Linked DNA regions of Hordeum vulgare: regions 1 and 2 are each linked to region 3. A link is a contact called in public Hi-C data. All regions are on one chromosome and are shown on one strand. The core of a region is the stretch at or near the end of the contact, and the rest is flanking DNA. Distances in the headings are between cores, read along the strand shown.

Region 1 (3,251 bases), core at 212-2,711, 310 kb after region 3:
CATTTAACTTGTTAAATATGTATTATATGTGATGAAAAATATATGTTTGGAAACTACACCGCTTAAAAATCTAATAATAAAATTATTATGACATACAATGCTTATTTAGTTAGTCAAATCAATAATCTAAAATTACAGGTATTCCTTGTAAACCGAGACGGACGGAGTACAAGCCAAAAAAAAAACCATGACCCATCCGCGAGTACAAAACTACTCGCACCATGGCAAAGCTACAAAACTACAAAACTACTTGCAAGATATCTAAAAGTTACTCGTCCGCGAGTACAAAACTACTCGCACCATGGCAAAGCTTTGGTTTCCACTAGCTACGCATGCAGGCTGCATGATGGAATCAGTTGCCGCCCGCAATAGATGGTTTTCTGCGAGAACAGTACGTGTGACCGGCACTTTCCTCTTTCCCCATATCCACCATGCCATACATTATGAACTCACATTTGAGACTAGTATTTTATTTTTGACGAAGTATTTGCTAAAACAATAGGATATCATTCTGCAAGCATTTGTTAGTGTAAGTTTTAATCCGAATCTTATAATTACATAGACTCTCGGACAAAAAAGTGGTAAAAGAAAAAACTAAGGAGAAGTTGGAAGATGGATCACTTCTTGCGGTTCCTCACAAGGAACCCATCCATAACCGCCTTCGTCTTCGTCGTCCCCACTTGTCTCCTCGACGCCGCGCCGTTCTCCGGCGATGACGGCTCCAACAGAGGGCTCTCGGCCGCCTTCTTGGCCCTGGCAGGCGGCCATGTTCGCGGGAAAAAGCAGAGCACCGCCGTTGTAAGCAGCGTGGCCCCAAGCCGGCCGCAGAACATCATCATCAAGAGGCACACCAGCACCGCCGCCACGCCGACCGCGGGCGACCTTCTCTCCTCCGTCTGCTTCCTCGCCGGCGTGGTCGTCACATCCAAGCACGACGAGGAAGAGGAGGACGACCGGGAGGAGGAGCAGGAGGGTGAGGACGACGCGTAGGCCGAGTCCAGGGACGCCGGGGTGCTGAGCGCCGACGAGGACGGCACAGACGACGACTTGCCCGCGCTGGCAGCGATCATGTCGTATAAACCCAAGTCCGCTTCCCGGCTGCCCGGCGACGCGATCCTCTTCGTCACCGTCGACGGCGACTGCGACTTCGACTTCTCGGCCTTGCTGCCGAGGAAGAACCGACACCGGCGGCGTGGAGTCCGGTGGTGAGTCCTCGCAGCCACCGCCTCGTCGGCGACGGCCGCGGCCCCACCGAAGCACGCGAACTTCATGGTATGGTACGGATGGATGGATGGATATGTGGAGCGGCGCAGGAGGGTGCCGCTCGGGTGTCGCCTGGCTTGTCGCGTCGGGTGTCGGTTCTGATGCTCCGTGTCCGTCTCGCCTCGTCTCCGAGCGTGCTACTTATACGGCTGCGTGAGTGCTACTGGTGCTAGTGTGTGTGGGGGCACGGGCGCAGGCGCGGGCGCAGGCGCTCGTGGTTGGTTGGTTGGTGTAGTGCGAGTGGGAAACGGACGGAAGGCGAAGGCGAAGGGGGGAAGGCGACGCGAGATGCGTGCGCGGGGAGGCGGTTCGCGTCCGCGGGGTTCAGTTTGGGGCCGCTCTACTTTGGACGCGTCGGTCGCGGCTCCCCGTGTGGGGCGAGGCTTTTGTTTGGGCCGGGCGCGTTGCCGGGGTTGGTTGACCGGGACGGGCTCTGCTGGTCCCGGCCGGGCTGGAATCGGATCCCAGCGGGGGCCCTACCGGTTCGGCCTACGTGCTCGCTACTCGGTTCTGCGTTTAGCACGTTGCGATTTCTTGATCAATAATTAATTAGTTTCAGTGACTGAGGTTGTGTGGTGTGTACTACTACATGATTTGTTCCCGTGATTTTGTTTGCGAATCATTAGGCCGCGTACATGAGCAAGGATCTTCGTGTTGTGTTTGAGGGGGACTGTGTGTTGTATTGTATTCAGGATGGAGTTTATTGTTTGGGTGATGCTAAACAATGATCTCGTGAGCTGCTTTGATTTTTATTCGAACGATCACAAGGGGGAAGAAGATCCCCACCTGAATATATTGTTAAAAAGCTGCCAAAGCCAAGGGCCATCTCTTAAGATTTGGCTGATCTAAATTATAAAGGAAACCGGATTGAAAACCTAAACAAGCTGACCCCATTTATGAAGGAAACCGGGTCGAAACAGTAGCGGATGCATAAACTTTTTATTGGTGTGGCAGAGGTACTTAGCTTGGCTTAAATCTTCAATTAAGTAATGCATAAACCTAGTATACATGGCATTTGTTAGGTGTGGCAGCACCCAATCCTTGCCAGATTGCTGGCTTCGTCACTGGATCGAAATCGTACATGTAACAAAAATATGAAAAAAAAATTACCACCTAGGAAAAGGCATGACCTAACTGCATGCAGAAAGACCGTCATCACGGGAGACACAAGTAGATGTGGGATATTGTCGAAAGATCACAATATCAAAACTCTGCAAACAACCTAACGCACCACACCGACGTGTGTATCGAGCCCCACGACACAACAGAGGATAAACCATAACCAACGGATGCCAAACTAAACACGAACATTGACTGGGATATTCGTCACGGGGCGATCGATATGATTAGCAGGTTGGGGAGGCATCATTGCTTCGTCATTGGGCAAAGGTGAACCAAGACCACACCAAGAGCCCGAAGCTCGCCGCAGCACAATGGCAACCATGGTAGCTTCTTGAGAAAGTACGAATGTGACCTAAAAGGCAACCGAAGAGAAAGACATGAAGAAAACACAACCAGCACAACCAACACAAAGGGAGCTCAATTTTCATCTTCATCTAACTAAGCAAGGAGAGCCTTGAACGTTGCTCGTCTGGTCGCCATCCAACAACACCCGCAAGGAGAGAGGTGACGTACGGGAACAAAGTGGTCCGCAGAGGAGCACATCTCGCTAACCCGGCTTTAAAAGGAAGAATCGTAACCACACCAAGGGATGGTCGAGCTCACGAGGGGGAAAGATATGGCCGCACTACGGTGCCAAAGGCACCACTGCCGAGCCCCAGTGAACACCACCGAACAACCACAGTTGACTCCAAGCTAGTCGCACCACCTCCATCACACCACCGCTGGTCCCTCCGTCTAGTCCCTGCTCCAAAAATGATGTCCATAAGAGGGGAACGACACAATGTGTCACCATTATCTAATCTGACAGAGCACGGATCTAAGGTTTTCCTCGGAGCATGAAATGGTAAAGGAGAGGAGTAAATCAC
Region 2 (3,211 bases), core at 424-2,923, 410 kb after region 3:
TTTAATGCGCCTTTTTAACAAAACCGTGAACCTTTTTGTTTCGGCCCATTTTTCAATTTTAAATTTCACGATTTTTTAAAACCAACGAGCTTTTCTTTTAAATCAGTGAACTCTTTTCAAATTTGATGAACTACTAGCAAAAGGACCTGTGCGTTGCAACGGGAGAAAAAAAATACCACACGCTTTTAATCTTTTTATAATCATTTTGATTTATTAAAATAATAAGCTAACTAACTAATGTAGTCAGTCCTATCCTATTTTGTTGAGAAATCAACCCGTCCATTGTTAATTCCACCATGATGAGAAATTGAGCGGGACAAGCAAAGCAAAACAAAGAGGCTACATGAATTGATCAATGGACTGTTATCTTATTTCACTCATGGGGTAGAGAATGTGGATCAGATGACAAACTGAAGGTGGTGTTCCATTCTCTGTCTCTACAACAATACAATCTTACATTAAATACATTCATTCATCAGCAAACAAATCCCCACAAAACAAAATTTCTTGTCGGTGCTTGGCACACGGTTGGAGACATGGGCAGGGCATCTCACCAGATGATGAGTTCCTGCCGGAGGAGGGGATACGATGACGGGAGCAAGGGATAGGCGCCTCTATCTGGCCATAAGGAGTCGTCGTTGCCGCGCCATAACCTCGGAGTTCCCCGTGTGAGCCATGGAGTCCCGCCTCCACCTGCAAGTACTTCGCTTCGCCGCGCCGCCGCCGTTCTGCATCGAGCAGATGCATCATACACAGTCACTGTAGCTGTCGCGTTGATTTGATCCAGAAGTTGTGCTCGAGCGTCGAAACGGGGGCAGCAAGCGGGCGGAGGTACGGCCGCGGAGGCGGGTGGGTTGAGATCGACAACAGTGGTGGTTGAGGTCGGCCGCGGCGGCGAGTGGTGTGGCAGCGGCCTGGGCACAGGCCAGGGTGGACCAGGGTCGACGCGATGCGCTCGAGCGCCGCAACGGGGGCAGTGAGCGGGGAGAGGTACGGACGAGAAGGCGGTGGGTTGAGATCGGCAGCGGTGGCGGTTGAGGTCGGCCGCGGCGGCGAGTGGTGTGGCGGCGGCCTGGGCACAGGACATGGTGGCCCAGGGTACATGTATAATTTTTGCAGCGAATCGTTTTTTTCCTTTTGCGTTGCAGATAAATGATGAAGCGCGGGTTGAATAACAAAAATTACAGGGGCTTTTTTATACCGCGGTGGGTTTTCCGACGGAAGCAATAGCTGCTTTATTATTAGGTATAGATTTTAATATTCTATGAACTTTTATCAAAATTCATGAATCCCTTTTCAATTTTAACGAACTTTTTTTCAGATTGGGTGAGCTTTTTTCAAAATCAATGAAATTTTTCACAAATTTGGGGAACTTTTTCTAAATATGATGAACTTTTTTAAAAATTCAATGAACTTTTTTCAAATCCGATGAACTTTTTTCAGATTTGATGAACTTTTTTCAAATCCGATGAACTTTTTTTGAATTCGATGAACTTTTAAAAACAATCGAGATCTTTTCTTCAAAATCTGTGAAATTTGAATTCACAAATAAATTCATTAATTGCGAGTATTCACCTTTTCATATTTAATAAACGACTGACTGAAGTGAGCCCACCACGAGTGATCAATAGAGCGAACCCACCAAACGCTTGCACATATGGAGCGGCCCACGGGGTGGTGGTGCATGGGCGCCACCTAGGGAAAGTGGCGCCTGCAGTGCCAGTTAGGAGCTCCCGCTCCTACCTGCCGCTTGTTGCGGCAGGGACAAGCTGCAACGCACAGAGGCTCGTCCCAAATGGGCTGGCCCAGCTAATTATTTTGTTTTAAAGAATCTAATACTTTTTTCTATTACTCTTTTCCTTTTTTTCTGCTTATTTCCTTTTTTCTTTTTTGGTAGATTTTCTTTCTTTTTCCTTTTCTTTCCGTATTCTAAGCAAAAATATTTTTCAAATTTGAAGAACAATTTTGAAAAATACTGAATAAATTAGGAAGCGTGAATTTTTTTTGAAGCACGAACATTTTTGGAATCTTGAGAATTTTCTTTTCAGATTGAGAACAATTTTTCAGAATTATGAACAAATTTGGAAGCGCAGATAGTTTTTTAAAGCACGAACATTTAATGAATCTTCAGAACAATATTTTGAATAGGAGATTTTTTTTGAAAAAACACAAACAAATTTGAAAGCGCGAACAAATTCTTAAAGCACGAACATTTTTTGAATTTTGAGAAAAAAATTTAAAACCTAGAATAATTTTAAAAAATCAAGAACAAATTTGAAAGAGCGAAAAAATATTAAAGCACAGATATTTTTTTGAATCTTAAAAACAAAATTTGGAAACAGAGACCAATTTTGAAAAACCACGAACAAATTTTTAAATCACGGACATTTTTTTAATTTTGAGAACAACTTTTGAAACCGAGAACAATTTTGAAAAATCCTGAAATATTTTAGAAACACGAACAATTTTAAAAGCACTCGCATTTTTTGAATCTTGAGAATAAAATTTTGAAACGGAGAATAATTTTGAAAAATCCTAAACAAATTTGGAAGCATGGAATACTTTTTAAAACATAAAGATTTTTTGAATCTTGAGAACGAATTTTGAAACCGAAAACAATTTTAAAAATTCTTGAACAAATTTGAAAGCACAATTTTTTTTAAAGCACCAACATTTTTTGAGTCTTGACAATAAAATATTTAAATGAAGAATAATTTGGAAAAAATCCCAAATTTTTTTGGAAGCATGAACTATTTTTTAAAGCACGAACATTGTTTGAATTTTAATAACAAATTTTGAAACCAAGAATAAATTTTGAAACCGAGAACAATTTTTGGAAAATATAAAAGATTTTTGAAAATGAAGAACATTTATGATAATCCAAACACATTTTTTTAAAATCTAGAACATTTTTTGAATAAAAACAAAAAAAAGAATATAGAAAAATGAAAAAGAATAAAACAATTCATGAAACCTTGTAGAAGTTTCCTAGAACCGGAAAAAATCGGGTGAGAACCCTTTTCCCAAAACCGGGGCCCTGCTGCCCACCTCCCGCTCTATGCGAAGCCCCGACACGGCTTCGCACAGATCGGCGAATAGGGTTTTCCGTCATTGGGTTCAACACAGAAACACATGGGACAACGACTGGTCCAGTCTACTAGCATCAAAGAAAGCGAAGCGAGTTGAGGGCAAGAAGGAGAAGGCAATAATA
Region 3 (2,991 bases), core at 102-2,601:
GAAAATAATGGAGAATAATGCGAGATACATAAATGTCCAAGAGAGGTTAAAAGTTTTGCAACTTAGTATATCAAGAATAAATTGTTGAATAAGATTGATATCAATACCATCATCCTTGTGATTGCATCTGGGAATGTTAGACTCAAATTTTGAGGTACATATGTAAAAATTATGTGATTTTAAATGCATTTTAAGCGTTACACAAAACATTTTTTAGGTTTATGACTTTATGTTAAAGGGCCTCGGGTTCTAGTTTCGCCCCGGCCCCCGAAATCTCAGGACCGGCCCTGGATGTGGAGAGGGGTCAGGTGCACAAGTCATTGGATCTCGTGAGAAAGGAAAGAAAATAAAAAACTAGTACAATCCTTCGCGTGAGAAAGAAACGAAACGAAGGCCCTGTTTGGATCCACATACTAGAGTTAGTTTGAGCTAGTTGGGGCTCAAATAGCACTAAAGTATCCAAACATGAGGGTTAGATTGGAGCTAGTTGCATCTAACCCACCCAAAAAACTAGCCCACCCAAGAGGTGCTAATTGGAGCTAGTTTTCATGGGGCCCACAAAAAGTCACTTTTCTCTCTCTATCCACCAGGTAATAGATGTTAATTGGAGCTAGTTTTCATGAGACCCACTAAAAAATCACTTTCCTCTCTCCATTAAGTACAACTATTGTTAATCTAACCCTATCATCCAAACATCTCTTTGGCTAGAGTTAGTCTAACGTTAGTCATGAGCTAAAAACTAACTCTAACCTCTAGCTAAATTAGAGTATCGAAACAGGGCCGAAAGACAAGAGCATGGCCATTCTGTTGGTTTGGCGGAACAACCCAACAAATTTCTGTTCCTGCATACGCAACCAGAGTATGATTGCAGCGTCAGCAGCCCCGAAGCGGCGACCTTTCTCCGAAAACCGGATAAGCGCAACGAGACATAAACTCTATCCGACTGACAGGCGGACCCGCATCCAGTCTGGACTGTGGAGCAGGCGCGGGCGCGGCGGCCCAATCCAAAGTCCAACCACCGCCAGGCTACTCCCCTCCCCTCCCCTCCCAGACCACGCGCGTTACGTTATTGTTATTATTATTAGCGGCCGCGGGGGCTAATTACCCGATTTAACCACCGGCAATTCGGGCGCCTCGTCCTCCCGGCACCAACTCACCCACCCACGTGTTCCCCGCCATCCTCCGCTGGCGCGTGGGGCCCCTCGCACAGCCGGGCCCCGCTGGACCCACCTCACCGTGGGCAAATCGGCCGCCGAAGCGAGTGCGAACAGGTATACGTATTACTCCCAGAAAGAAAGAAAATCCCAATCGGAAGATGCCATCCCCCCTCTCCCTCTCCCTCTCTCAATCGGAGGCGCTTATTAATAAGACGTTAAAAACCCGGCGCGGCACGGGACCGAGTAGCAGTAACGTCATACGGAACAAAAACTTCAGGACAGGGAGCGAGAGAGAGGGAGCGAGCGAGCGAGGCTCCGTCCATCCATGGCCGCGGCGGAGGAGGAGGCGTCCACGGCGCCTAGGGGCCGCCCGGAGGAGGAGGAGTACGAGGAGGAGGCGATGGCGGTGCTGGACTTCGACATGCTCTGCGCGTCCGTCGCCATGTCGGCGGAGAGGAGGAAGGGCGCCGGCATGGGGGAGGCGGCGGCGTGCGCGGGCGGCGCCGAAGGGGCCGCCGGCGGAGGAGGCGTGCAGAGGATGTGGGAGGGGGACGTGGTGATTGATTGCTTGGAGGACCGCCGAATCGCGCTCGAGGCCGCCTGGTAGGTGGAGCTAACTCTTGACCGCTCGTTTCATCCGTCCAACCACCTGCTGTTTTTGGTGGGTTGCCACGGGAAAGCTTGGAGATTCTACTGCTAGTTTAGCTCAATCTTTCCATATTGATTTTGTGCGGATTTGGGCATAAACTGCGCTGCTGTCTTTATGCCAACTCGATGTGGAATACTACTAGTACCTAGTATTTTGTCTCGCATGAATACTGCCTCTTTTGGCTGTGTGCATCCTCATGATGCACGGGCCGGGGTCTTCCCCTTGGGGAAAAAATGGATACTGCTTGAAATGCCATCAGTGTTCTCTAATTTAGCCATAATTTCTTTATGATTAGACACAAGATTTACTATTTAGCTCCGTCATTAATTTCTGTCTTGGAGTATTGCTTGGTTAACTGTAATGTAATACTAGTGAAAGTCCACCACAGTTTGATGAGACTTTCTGGATTCATCCTTTGTCACTTCTTTCTAGCTAGAGTCGTGGAAGAAGAAATTCCTACGCCAAACGAAGGTTTCTCCCTAATTAGTGCTACCTGTCCTTAAAGAATACTTCATATCTCTGATCATCTGATGAAGACTCATGGGTGATAAGTGATAGAATCTGCTCGAGGTTTAGTTTTTCTCTTGGATTTTAGGTTGGTTAATTCGAGTACTGAAAAGTATTTCCTAGCTTGAGTCATGAAAGAAAAATTGACATGTTTAAGATAAGTTAGTAGGGAACATTCCCCAACGTGAGGTCTTACCCCTTTTGAACTTCTGCCTTTGTTCTATTCGACTGTCTTTGAAAAAGATTCCATTTTCCTCTGCTGTACAGCATATTTTAATGTGCAGCTGTGATTAAACTTTTGAGGATCTTCGCTTTAACTTTCTTGTTTGCTTGCGACTACTTGCAGTTGCCCATGCTATAGGTTTGGCAAGAACATGCGGAGAGCCAATCTCGGATCTTGCTTCCTTCAGGTACAGATAATACCATGTCTTGCCCATTTCTTGCTTGTCATTTTTCTGTGCCAAAAGGGTGGTCACGTTGCTGTGTAATATAGGTAAGCATGCAAAACCAGTTGAGGTTAGTTTAAGATGCTGCCGTTGGTAGGAAGTAGGAAACCGTTTGGTTCAGGTAGGCTCTTTATTCCAGTACCAAATGCAGAATTTCTTGTAGGTCAACCCTTTTAGAGTTCTGTAGACTATTACGAATATAGCTGCCCTGAAAAGTAAACATCTTAACTTC

What was found. Hi-C and Micro-C count contacts between places; a contact is called where the count stands out from the background.
Region 1: a contact with region 3 is called in a Hi-C map of leaf, with 5 times the contacts expected there. The contact joins the promoter of LOC123429881 here to the promoter of LOC123425739 in region 3. A contact is called at or near these places in 3 of 6 Hi-C or Micro-C datasets (leaf and seedling) and 1 of 1 datasets of contacts at active chromatin or transcription factors (embryo).
Region 2: a Hi-C map of leaf shows a contact between it and region 3, with 6 times the contacts expected there. The contact joins the enhancer-like site here to the promoter of LOC123425739 in region 3. A contact is called at or near these places in 4 of 6 Hi-C or Micro-C datasets (leaf and seedling) and 1 of 1 datasets of contacts at active chromatin or transcription factors (embryo).

The regions. Positions count from the first base shown.
Region 1 is chr2H:178,939,389-178,942,639 of MorexV3_pseudomolecules_assembly, forward strand. LOC123429881 reads right to left here and starts at 1,462. Exons shown (of 1, transcript XM_045113856.1): 1 at 442-1,462. The coding sequence starts at 1,271. The coding sequence ends at 618.
Region 2 is chr2H:179,044,383-179,047,593 of MorexV3_pseudomolecules_assembly, forward strand. No RefSeq gene overlaps it. Among protein-coding and RNA genes, the nearest start is that of LOC123429881, 110 kb to the left of the region's middle. Within about 2 kb of position 1,674, at least 3 of the 3 cell types and tissues checked have open chromatin away from gene starts, as enhancers often do. A contact at or near this core is called in leaf and seedling, where this site is marked.
Region 3 is chr2H:178,631,108-178,634,098 of MorexV3_pseudomolecules_assembly, forward strand. LOC123425739 reads left to right here and starts at 1,352. Exons shown (of 5, transcript XM_045109450.1): 1 at 1,352-1,760; 2 at 2,660-2,723. The coding sequence starts at 1,483.